Linked DNA regions of Mus musculus: region 1 is linked to region 2. Evidence: chromatin contacts called from public Hi-C data. All regions are on one chromosome and are shown on one strand. The core of a region is the stretch at or near the end of the contact, and the rest is flanking DNA. Distances in the headings are between cores, read along the strand shown.

Evidence for each region. A called contact is a pair of places that touch in the nucleus more often than the background predicts.
Region 1: a contact with region 2 is called in a Hi-C map of nephron progenitors, with 2.5 times the contacts expected there. The contact joins the enhancer-like site here to the promoter of Abcd2 in region 2. A contact is called at or near these places in 2 of 39 promoter capture datasets (liver and neural stem cells), 2 of 484 Hi-C or Micro-C datasets (cerebral cortex and nephron progenitors), 2 of 115 datasets of contacts at active chromatin or transcription factors (embryonic basal ganglia and embryonic midbrain) and 1 of 9 other capture datasets (liver).

The regions. Positions count from the first base shown.
Region 1 is chr15:90,970,415-90,975,359 of GRCm38.p6, reverse strand. It overlaps Kif21a (kinesin family member 21A), which reads left to right. Exons shown (of 37, transcript NM_001109040.2): 13 at 2,645-2,735; 14 at 3,572-3,695; 15 at 4,089-4,277; 16 at 4,482-4,681. Among named protein-coding and RNA genes, the nearest start is that of Gm52216, 56 kb to the left of the region's middle. Within about 2 kb of position 2,784, at least 22 of the 459 cell types and tissues checked have an H3K27ac peak or open chromatin away from gene starts, as enhancers often do. A contact at or near this core is called in nephron progenitors and neural stem cells, where this site is marked.
Region 2 is chr15:91,188,572-91,193,324 of GRCm38.p6, reverse strand. It overlaps Abcd2 (ATP-binding cassette, sub-family D (ALD), member 2), which reads left to right and starts at 1,318. Exons shown (of 10, transcript NM_011994.3): 1 at 1,318-2,655; 2 at 4,310-4,490. The coding sequence starts at 1,717.

The DNA.
Region 1 (4,945 bases), core at 1,535-4,034, 220 kb after region 2:
AAGCGCAGAATACGATGCATCTTTAAATTTATGTGTGGAAACACGTGACCTCGATCTCGATCAATTATTCAGTCCTTGAAATATATATGGAGATATAAGTCGAGGTTGCTTCCGACTTTCACATGACCCCACGGGACAGCAGAAGAGGGCAGTTTAGTGTTATAGGACTGTATCTCAGCCATCAGTATCTGTTTCAGTGACAGGAAGATCTGATGCAGTAGTACAGAGATGGAGCCTGCCTGTCTGTACCAACAAGTTCCTGGGCCGTGAGGGCTTCACTCTGAGACTCAGCACATCTGCTCTTAGTCCCCTGTGTGGAAAACGTCTCCAGGCCACAATCTCTGTTTTATTCGCCAGATGAACATACTAATTTCTTATGATCCCTCCAGTTTCCAAGATCCTGATTTTGTAAAAAGTATAACTTTAATTAAGGTCCATTATTCTTTAGGTAGCTATTTGAAATATCAATTTGTTAACATTTATAAAGGAAAAATTGAGTGCCTGAGATACAGTATTTATTAGTATCACTTTTAAAGCATAAGCTCTAATTGTAATTCTTAGAAGCATATTACTCTATAGCTGTGATGTTGACTTTTCTGTGTTAGAGTGCAAAGGGAATTTATGATTTGCAATATAAGTCAACGATAGCATTCACTAGGCTGGATATTAGCTACTTGAGGGAGCAGGAGAGTATGTTAGTCAAGAATCCATAATAAAGTTGGGTGGCCATAATTCCAAGAAAAGGGATTTCAGAAGATACAGTAATATAAGGGCCAACTATGGTAGAGATTGTATACTATACCAGGCATCAGTAAGAAGGAGGACCACAACAGGGAGGAGGAGGAGGAGGAGGAGGAGGAGGAGGAGGAGGAGACCTAATGAGAAACGTGCTCCCTTTCCCCACACATCCTCTTGGTGTCTTAAATCTTGGGTCAGCCTCTAGCACAGTAGTGTGTGAGTGTGTGTAACTGGCCTTTTACTGAGGTTGGGTTTGTCAGAACTCTTCACTCTGAGTGGTTCCTACCTTTCTCCCGGTGTAGTTTCCTCCAGTACAGTGATTTAATGGCATTCATAAAAGTCTGCTGCAGTTTATTTGACTGGACTTTACTGCCTTTCTTACTGGCTTTTACTTCTCACTCCAAAACCCAAACTGTGTTCTATGCATCTTTCTATTTCAAATCAGACTTTCCCATTCCAACGTTAGGTACGCGAGGTACGTAGGACTACTCAACCCCAGGTATTCATGTAACTCAGCAGGAGTGACCTATTTAATAGACAGTAGTGTAGTTTATTGTGTGCAGGCCCTGGGTAGTTAATTGAATGATAAGCCAAACTCATGTGAATCTATTCTCAAGAGACTTTTAGTTCAGTGAGAGTGACAGATCAAATAAATAATCACGTAAACAAATAAAAACGGGAAATTACTTATGAGGAAAAAAAACCCACTTATATTCTTATTGTTCTGAGTATTAAAATATATGTAAAATAGGGAGCTGGAGTTAAATGTTAGAATTTAATAATAACAGAGCCCAAATGAGGTCAAATTATTTACTTATAACCTAGAAATAGGCCCCAGTACCAATCAGGAAGTTCTTTAATGAAGCAGACTGTCTAACAAAAACAGTGGCAATCATAAAACTCTTTCTAGAGGAATTTTGTTTGGAAATATTGCTTTATTTGAATGTTCTTTTTTAATCCTAATGATTTTAAAATTCCACTGTAACACAGACCATATGGGTTATTTAAGATTTGTTGTATTAAGGCTATTTTGCTTAAACGCAGGAGTCTAGTGAGCCGAAGTGTAACTTCTGTGCATAGTTTGTCGTGCATGGTAAACCCAAGAGGGAGCAGAGTGATTGGGATTTTCAAAAATTCACTCCCTGTCCTCGGCCACCTTCACTTAAGACTCCCAGGGCTCAGTGACTTTAGCCCTGACTATTGTCTCGTATCATTGTGCGGTTATGTCTGTAGGCATCGGGCAACTGGAGAAGTCGTCAGGCTTTTATGGTGAAACTTGTGGTAGACCCTAGACATTTTTTATTCAGTCAGAGCGCAGCCTGAACTTCAGACAAGTTTTGGAATCGAAGACCAACTCTGTGAGAATAGAACGCAAAATCACCCTCTGCTGTGCAAACGCCCTAAGCGGCAGGGGAACAAAAAGAAACCCAGAAGTGATGGATACAGCCCATAGAGGCAAGCTCACCGTGGCCATGGTGACTTTGAACCTTTAAAATTATTAGGATACTAGCAAGAATTAGATTAAGATACTAGCAGTGAATTTAGATGGGGAGTCAGAACTTCCCGTTTTGGATTCTTTTTCGTTTAGATTGTTCTGCGTTGTAATTAATTGCCTACTCCTGTGATGTTAGTTTGCTGTCTCTTTAGATCTAATACTTCACTCTAGGACCTGTTGTCAGTATTTCTAGAAGCTAAACTTTCTTTAGTCATGTAAACTTTTACATGGTTGGTCAAGTGGTGATATTGGGTTCTCTTTAATCGTCAGACAGGGCAACCTGGCTTAGCTGGGTGATTATCTTTTCATTTTGGGTTTTACAAATTGTTGATTTAAAAAAAAATCTGAGGAAAAAAAATAAAGACTTGCCCCTTGTTCTTATCTCATATTCTTTCTTTCTGTTTTTTAAAGTGTTGCCGGGAAAGACGATAATGCAGACACTGACCAGGAGAAGAAAGAAGAAAAGGGTGTTTCAGAGAAAGAAAACAATGAGCTAGACGTGGTGAGTACCGGACAATAAACACGAATTGAGTTGTAGTCATTAACTTAATTATGCGAACAAAAGGGAGGTGGTTACCATAGCCACGGTTCCCTCTTTGCCCGAGGACTTTTCTCCTCAATTGTGAACTTTGTGAAAATTGTGTATTCATGCAGATAGGATACCATGAGAGATAAAGAATTTTTTAAGGCAGTTATTGTGTAATAATCTGAAACTCTGTTAAGTGATTTTTGAACTAAAGGAAAGCAAAATCCATTGTCTGTGGAGGTGGCTTGGTGGGTCCCCTGGCATCCTTGGAAAAGCTGGGCATGGCCTGTAACCCGAGCTGGTGTGTCAGGGCAGATGGTTTCTGGGAGTTCGCTGAGCAGCCAGACTGAACAAAGGAGCAAGTTTAGATTCAATGACAGGCCCTGTGGAAGGGAATATTGTGGAAAATGTTAAACATCCTGCTCTGGCATTGGCATGTATAAACGTTTGTGCACACACCCACACGTGAGCATGCACACACAGACACACACACATATACAGAGAGACACAACACATATACCACACACACACATGAACATGCACAGAGACACACACAGACACATACACATATACCATACATACACATAAGCATGCACAGAGACACACACAGACACAGACACACACACACACACACACACACACACACGACACATGAGCATACACACACACACACCACACATGAGTGTACACACACACACACACACACACACACACACACACACACAGTCTTGTGCTTCTGTGGTGTGTGCTCCAGCATCTCTTTTACTGAGATTTCCTTGCCAATGCTGTGCTATTAATGCTTCCCATTTTAGGAAGAGAATCAAGAAGTGAGTGACCACGAGGATGAGGAAGAGGAGGAAGAGGACGAGGAGGAAGAGGATGACATTGAAGGAGAAGAAAGCTCTGATGAATCAGATTCCGAATCTGATGAAAAAGGTACTGCCCCCTTAGCACGAAGACAGAAAAAGCATATTGGGAAGCTATTTAGGTTTTAGTAGAAAACTCAATATTTTTGATTTCCTCACCAATGAAAACAGTCTTCATGACTTGTAAGACCACCCTAGCCTCATGCATGCTCTAGGCAAGAGAGCTGTTCCTTTCTGTGCTAGATTTGGTTGTTATGTGATTTCCACATGTCTTCAGTATGCGCAGTATCTGCTATTGGCCAGTGTGAACAGTCTATCTTTTTTAGACTATGGTATGTCCAGAAAATTTTCCCACAAGGCTGCTGAGTGACTTCTTGAATGTAGATAACAGCTTTTCACTCTTGTTTTGGGCCGTGATGATCTTTCAGCCTACTTTCGGGCTTTTCTTCTCTTCTGTGGATAGCTAACTATCAAGCCGACTTAGCAAATATCACCTGCGAGATTGCGATTAAGCAGAAGCTGATCGACGAACTGGAGAACAGCCAGAAACGGCTGCAGACCCTGAAAAAGCAGTACGAGGAGAAGCTGATGATGCTCCAACATAAGATCCGGGACACGCAGCTGGAGAGGGACCAGGTGCTCCAGAACCTAGGTGGGTCTCCTGCAGAGTCTCCATCCTTACTCAGGGCGCTGGAGCCCAAAACCTTAGTCATTAGTAAATGTCCATGACGTAACAGAAATGAGCGGTGACTTCTGAGGGCTCCGGCATCATTGTGTCCCAGGAACTGGGTGTTCCGAGTCTCTAAATAAATTCTTGTGTCTCAAAAAAACAATGCGTTTACTTCCTCACCCCCAGGCTCGGTGGAGTCATACTCGGAAGAAAAGGCCAAGAAAGTGAAGTGCGAATATGAGAAGAAGCTCCACGCCATGAACAAAGAGCTGCAGCGACTGCAGACGGCCCAAAAGGAGCACGCCAGGCTCCTCAAAAACCAGTCTCAGTATGAAAAGCAGCTCAAGAAACTGCAGCAAGACGTCATGGAAATGAAGAAAACCAAGGTACCTCGACTACTCCTGCTCAGCTCCGATGGCCACGGGCTGGATGTCTTGGAACAGAGCTGTTCTTGTGGTTCGTTCCTGAGTCAATACAAAAGTAGCCCATAATATTTACGGCCGGTTTAAGATGTGAACAGATGCTTCCTGGGTCTGTCTCTCTGATCGATCTTACTCTCCTTCACCAAGAGCACAAGCTAATCTCTAGAGTTTGGTGTAAAGGTCTCAAGCACGGAGGAACAGGGGACTGTGGGAATGCTTGCATCTGTT
Region 2 (4,753 bases), core at 69-2,568:
TTAAACAACTGACTATTTTATTTAATGTCTACACCCACTTCCCAGAATAGCATCGTTTCCATTTTACAGATAGAAGGCAAAGCTGAAGCACAGAGAGGACTAGTAACGAACACACAAGTGACCCGTTGTGATGTGACAATCACCATGTAGCTATCTTTCACTTCTTTAAATCAGGACAGATGTGGGGGTGTCAAAGTGCACTCCTGCCCTGGAACTACTATGGAGGATCAAAAGGGAGAGTCTGTGCATAATAAGGCCCAAGTATAAAATGATGCTTAGCTTAAGGGTCAAATAACACTAGCAGGTTAAAATAAGCCGTTCTACCTAACTGTGCTGGGCTCTGGCTTAAATGCACACCTTCAGGATAAGCCAGTCGTTGGAAAGACAGAAGAGAGGAGCAGAGAAAGGCTCTATCATGCAAAATCACCTTTGCCTTGCCTTCAAAAAAAGACCTTCAATTTATTAAAAATTATACAAAGTTTTGCTTGACTATTGATCCTTATGCCTTCCACTGGGAATGTGAATAATTTTTAAACTTTCTTGATTGTTGTCAAACAGCAAAAATGTTCATAGGAAGAAGCCAGCAGATTATCTCTGAGCCTAAAGAAAAACATGAAGAAAAAAAAAAAAAGTCTTGAAGAAATGCTTCCTAAAAATTGTTTTCCATCATAGGATCCCAGTTCGATTTCCCAGCTGATAAAATTCTTAAATTACCTCCAAACAAAAACAAACAAACAAACAAACAAAACACAAGGGAGATTTTTAAGTCACTTCGTAAGCAAATATTAATGTGTCAGATAACATTGCTAAACATAATCGTGGAGCAGAAAGAACTTTATTATCAGGACAAGTTAGTACCAAGGGATCTTGGGGAAGAACTCTGGGTGTAGCTCTGAGTGACTGTTTTCTGTAATACCCAAGCTCGCCTCCAGCTTATTTACAATAGCAGCCAATCTAATAGTTTCTGTGAATATCTGGGGAGAGTCGAAACAAGGGCGAAGGGCGGGAGTGAGGGGGGGGGGGGACAACATCTTCTGAACAAAACATTCTCAAGGATACATGTTTGCTATTTTGTCTTATGCCTCTCGCTGTTATCACTCTCTTGTCTGACTCCTTTCCCTGGGCCGGTTCCGTTAATCCTCTTGAGGCTCCTCCCTCCTCTCGCTGTTTCTTTCTCTCTGGGCTCATTAAAGCTGCTGCAATCCTTCCTTCCCTCTGCCTTCCCCTTTGTAGAAATCTTAGAGACGGGATGTATATTCTGAAACTTCTGAGGGTTTCTAAGTGCCGCTGAGCATGCTCAGTAGCTCTAAGGGAAGGTTTGTTCTCCAGCAGCTGACCTCATTCGACCTCTCCAGAAATAGATATTTAACTCTCTGAACTCCTGTTTAAGTATAGGATTTGTTTTGGCTCTCTCTTCGTTTTTAAGGTTCAAAGGGAAGAGGCCAGGAGTCCAGGGTCTCACCGCCCACGCAGCCAATGAGACGCCTGTGGGTGGAGCCTGGCCAGCTCTGGCTGCTGAGGGACTCGCCCCCGGAGGATGCGGTGGAGTTTGTGCTTTGCTGCATCCGTCACTGAAGAACAAAATAAGAGTAAAGGAGACAAGCTGCAGAGCATGGGAGGCTGTGGGGTCTTCTGAAACCTTTGCTGGGCTTTCCGCGGAGCATGAGCTTTTAAAACGAATTCTTTTCAAAGAAACCCATTTGTGTAGCTGGAAAAATGATACACATGCTAAATGCAGCAGCCTATCGGGTGAAATGGACCAGATCCGGTGCTGCTAAAAGGGCTGCCTGCCTGGTGGCTGCGGCATATGCTCTGAAAACCCTCTATCCCATCATTGGCAAGCGTTTAAAGCAGCCTGGCCACAGGAAGGCAAAAGCAGAAGCTTACTCGCCTGCAGAGAACAGAGAAATACTGCATTGCACGGAGATCATCTGTAAAAAACCTGCGCCGGGACTAAATGCAGCTTTTTTCAAACAGCTACTAGAACTTCGGAAAATCCTCTTTCCAAAACTTGTGACCACTGAAACGGGGTGGCTCTGCCTCCACTCGGTGGCTCTAATCTCAAGAACATTTCTCTCTATTTATGTGGCTGGTCTGGATGGGAAAATCGTGAAAAGCATCGTGGAAAAGAAGCCTCGGACTTTCATCATCAAATTAATCAAGTGGCTTATGATTGCTATCCCTGCTACCTTTGTCAACAGTGCTATCAGGTACCTGGAATGCAAACTGGCATTGGCCTTTAGAACTCGCTTAGTAGACCATGCCTATGAGACCTATTTCGCAAATCAGACTTATTATAAGGTGATAAATATGGATGGGAGGCTGGCAAACCCTGACCAGTCTCTTACCGAAGACATTATGATGTTCTCGCAATCTGTGGCTCACCTGTATTCCAACCTTACCAAACCTATTTTAGATGTCATTCTAACCTCCTATACTCTCATCCGGACAGCTACATCCAGAGGAGCAAGCCCTATAGGGCCCACCCTGTTAGCAGGACTTGTCGTGTATGCCACTGCTAAAGTACTGAAAGCTTGCTCGCCCAAATTTGGTTCGCTGGTGGCTGAAGAAGCCCACAGGAAAGGCTACCTGCGGTATGTCCACTCCCGAATCATAGCCAATGTAGAAGAAATTGCCTTCTACAGAGGACATAAGGTAAGACAGGCATTAAAGCAACGGGTGAAATGTGAGACTGTTCAGGCAGCCACTGCACTGCCAGATACCATCTGTTGTCTTGTTGACAGACCCACTTTCTGAGCATTTTACAGTCCCCGTGCCCCCCGCTCCACCCCCACCCGCCGTCCCCGTAGCTAAATCATGCTAAAATACATGAGCCCTTTAAATCGCCAGCCAGGAGAGAATGAAAGAGTCCAAACTTCTCTGAAGTTTCATGAGAATAAAATGTCTATTCTTTTTTAAGTAAGCGGTCTTCATAGCCTCTGTTACTCTAGTGTGACTGTAATGAATGAGCTCAAAGGCTTTTTCTTAAAACTTAAGTACTAACTTGGTGAAGGGTTCTGCACATTGTGAAGTCCATGCACTTTTAGGAACTGAGAGTAAACTTCTTTGGATTGAGAGGGAGATGTTGGAGTATCCTTTGTCGTTCTTTTGTGTTGGGGGATGGGGAGGGGGCGAGAACTGCTTTCAAAGAAAAAAACAGTTCAGACACTTTTGCAAGACTGATCAATGAGAGTGGTGTGCAGATGAGGAAATGTAGAGGAGTGTCTCACGAAATGGCCTTTACTTTTAACTTTGGCTGAGGACATAATTTTGACAGAGATAATTAAATTTTGCCTAGGAGAGGAGTAAAAACTAAGATTAGCGAGGACAGGAGTAGGAAGGAGCACCGCGGTGCTATTTTTAAATGGTACCGATCTTCAACAGTCGAATAATTAGCCCAGTTATGTAAAATCGTAGTGTCTTATAGTGGCTTCACAATGTTGAGTATGGTATAAATTGGGGGTGAGGACATCTGAAATACAATACCAATGGTTTGGCAAGATAGAGAGGAGTATTTTTAAATATATTTTAATTTCCAAGCAGAATGGCGTTCCCTTTAAAGCATCAAGAATTATCATTGTTTCTTTCTCAATCACAGAAGCAATCCGAAGGAAAAAAAATCTAAACTAATTTAGGACCTCTATTCCTACTTGGTATTTGCTATGTGTGCCGTGTCCTGATTTATTTATTTATTTTTTTTGTTTGTTTGTTTGAAACATTGAGCTCAGTGTAAATTAGTAGATTCTTCATTCAAAAGACAAAATCTGGGAAACTAAGCCAGTTCAAAACAGTATAATTATACACGTTGTGTTTGGTTTTGGTTATTTTTGGTGTTCTCAAGAGTGATATGGGTTTAACAAGGCTTACTTGTATCGTCATAAAATATTATTTAATTTTAACATCTTAAATTTTAAAATTTTAAAAGTATAAGTTTTTCCCTCCCTCCCTTTCTCTCCCTCTTTCTCCCTCCCTCTCTTTCTTTCTCTCTAACTGTTGAGAAGTATACCCAATGCCTTATTATGCTAGCAATGGGTAGCGTTCTGACACTGAGCTAGGCTCCTGTCTCACTCATGTGTATTTCAAACAATATTACATGTACCAGATAACATGTTTTCATAAGTAATACTAAATTATGACTAATTCTGGTGTCTAGTTACATGTATTAGTTGTAGAAATGTATCAACAATGGCTATACTAAAAACAGCAAAATAATATATCTACAACATGGAAGAGAATCTTACGCGATGCCACTGTTTATTTCCATAGCTCATGCTGGATTTATTCTTATCCTTTTTTTCCCCCTTTTTAGGTAGAAATGAAGCAGCTGCAGAAATGTTACAAGGCTTTAGCTTACCAGATGAACCTGATTTTATCCAAACGTTTATGGTACATCATGATAGAACAATTCTTGATGAAGTATGTGTGGAGCAGCTGTGGACTAATTATGGTGGCTATACCCATTATCACTGCAACGGGCTTTGCAGATGGTGGTAATAACATCCATGTTTAATCTTAAATAGATGCTTAACATTGTTTCTCTTGAAGATGTCATTGCATGTCCCATGTGTTACTGTGTAGACAGCCAGTCTCTGTTGTTACTTGTACTCAGAAACAGTGACAGGTTTTAACGTTCAATACTCAGACCACCAGTATGAAAGAAGCAACAGGTAGCTCAAGGGACCTTACCACGAAGGTCTGTGACATAGTATCTCTAGAAGTCTACCTGGAGCAATTTCAATTATACTGCTCAATG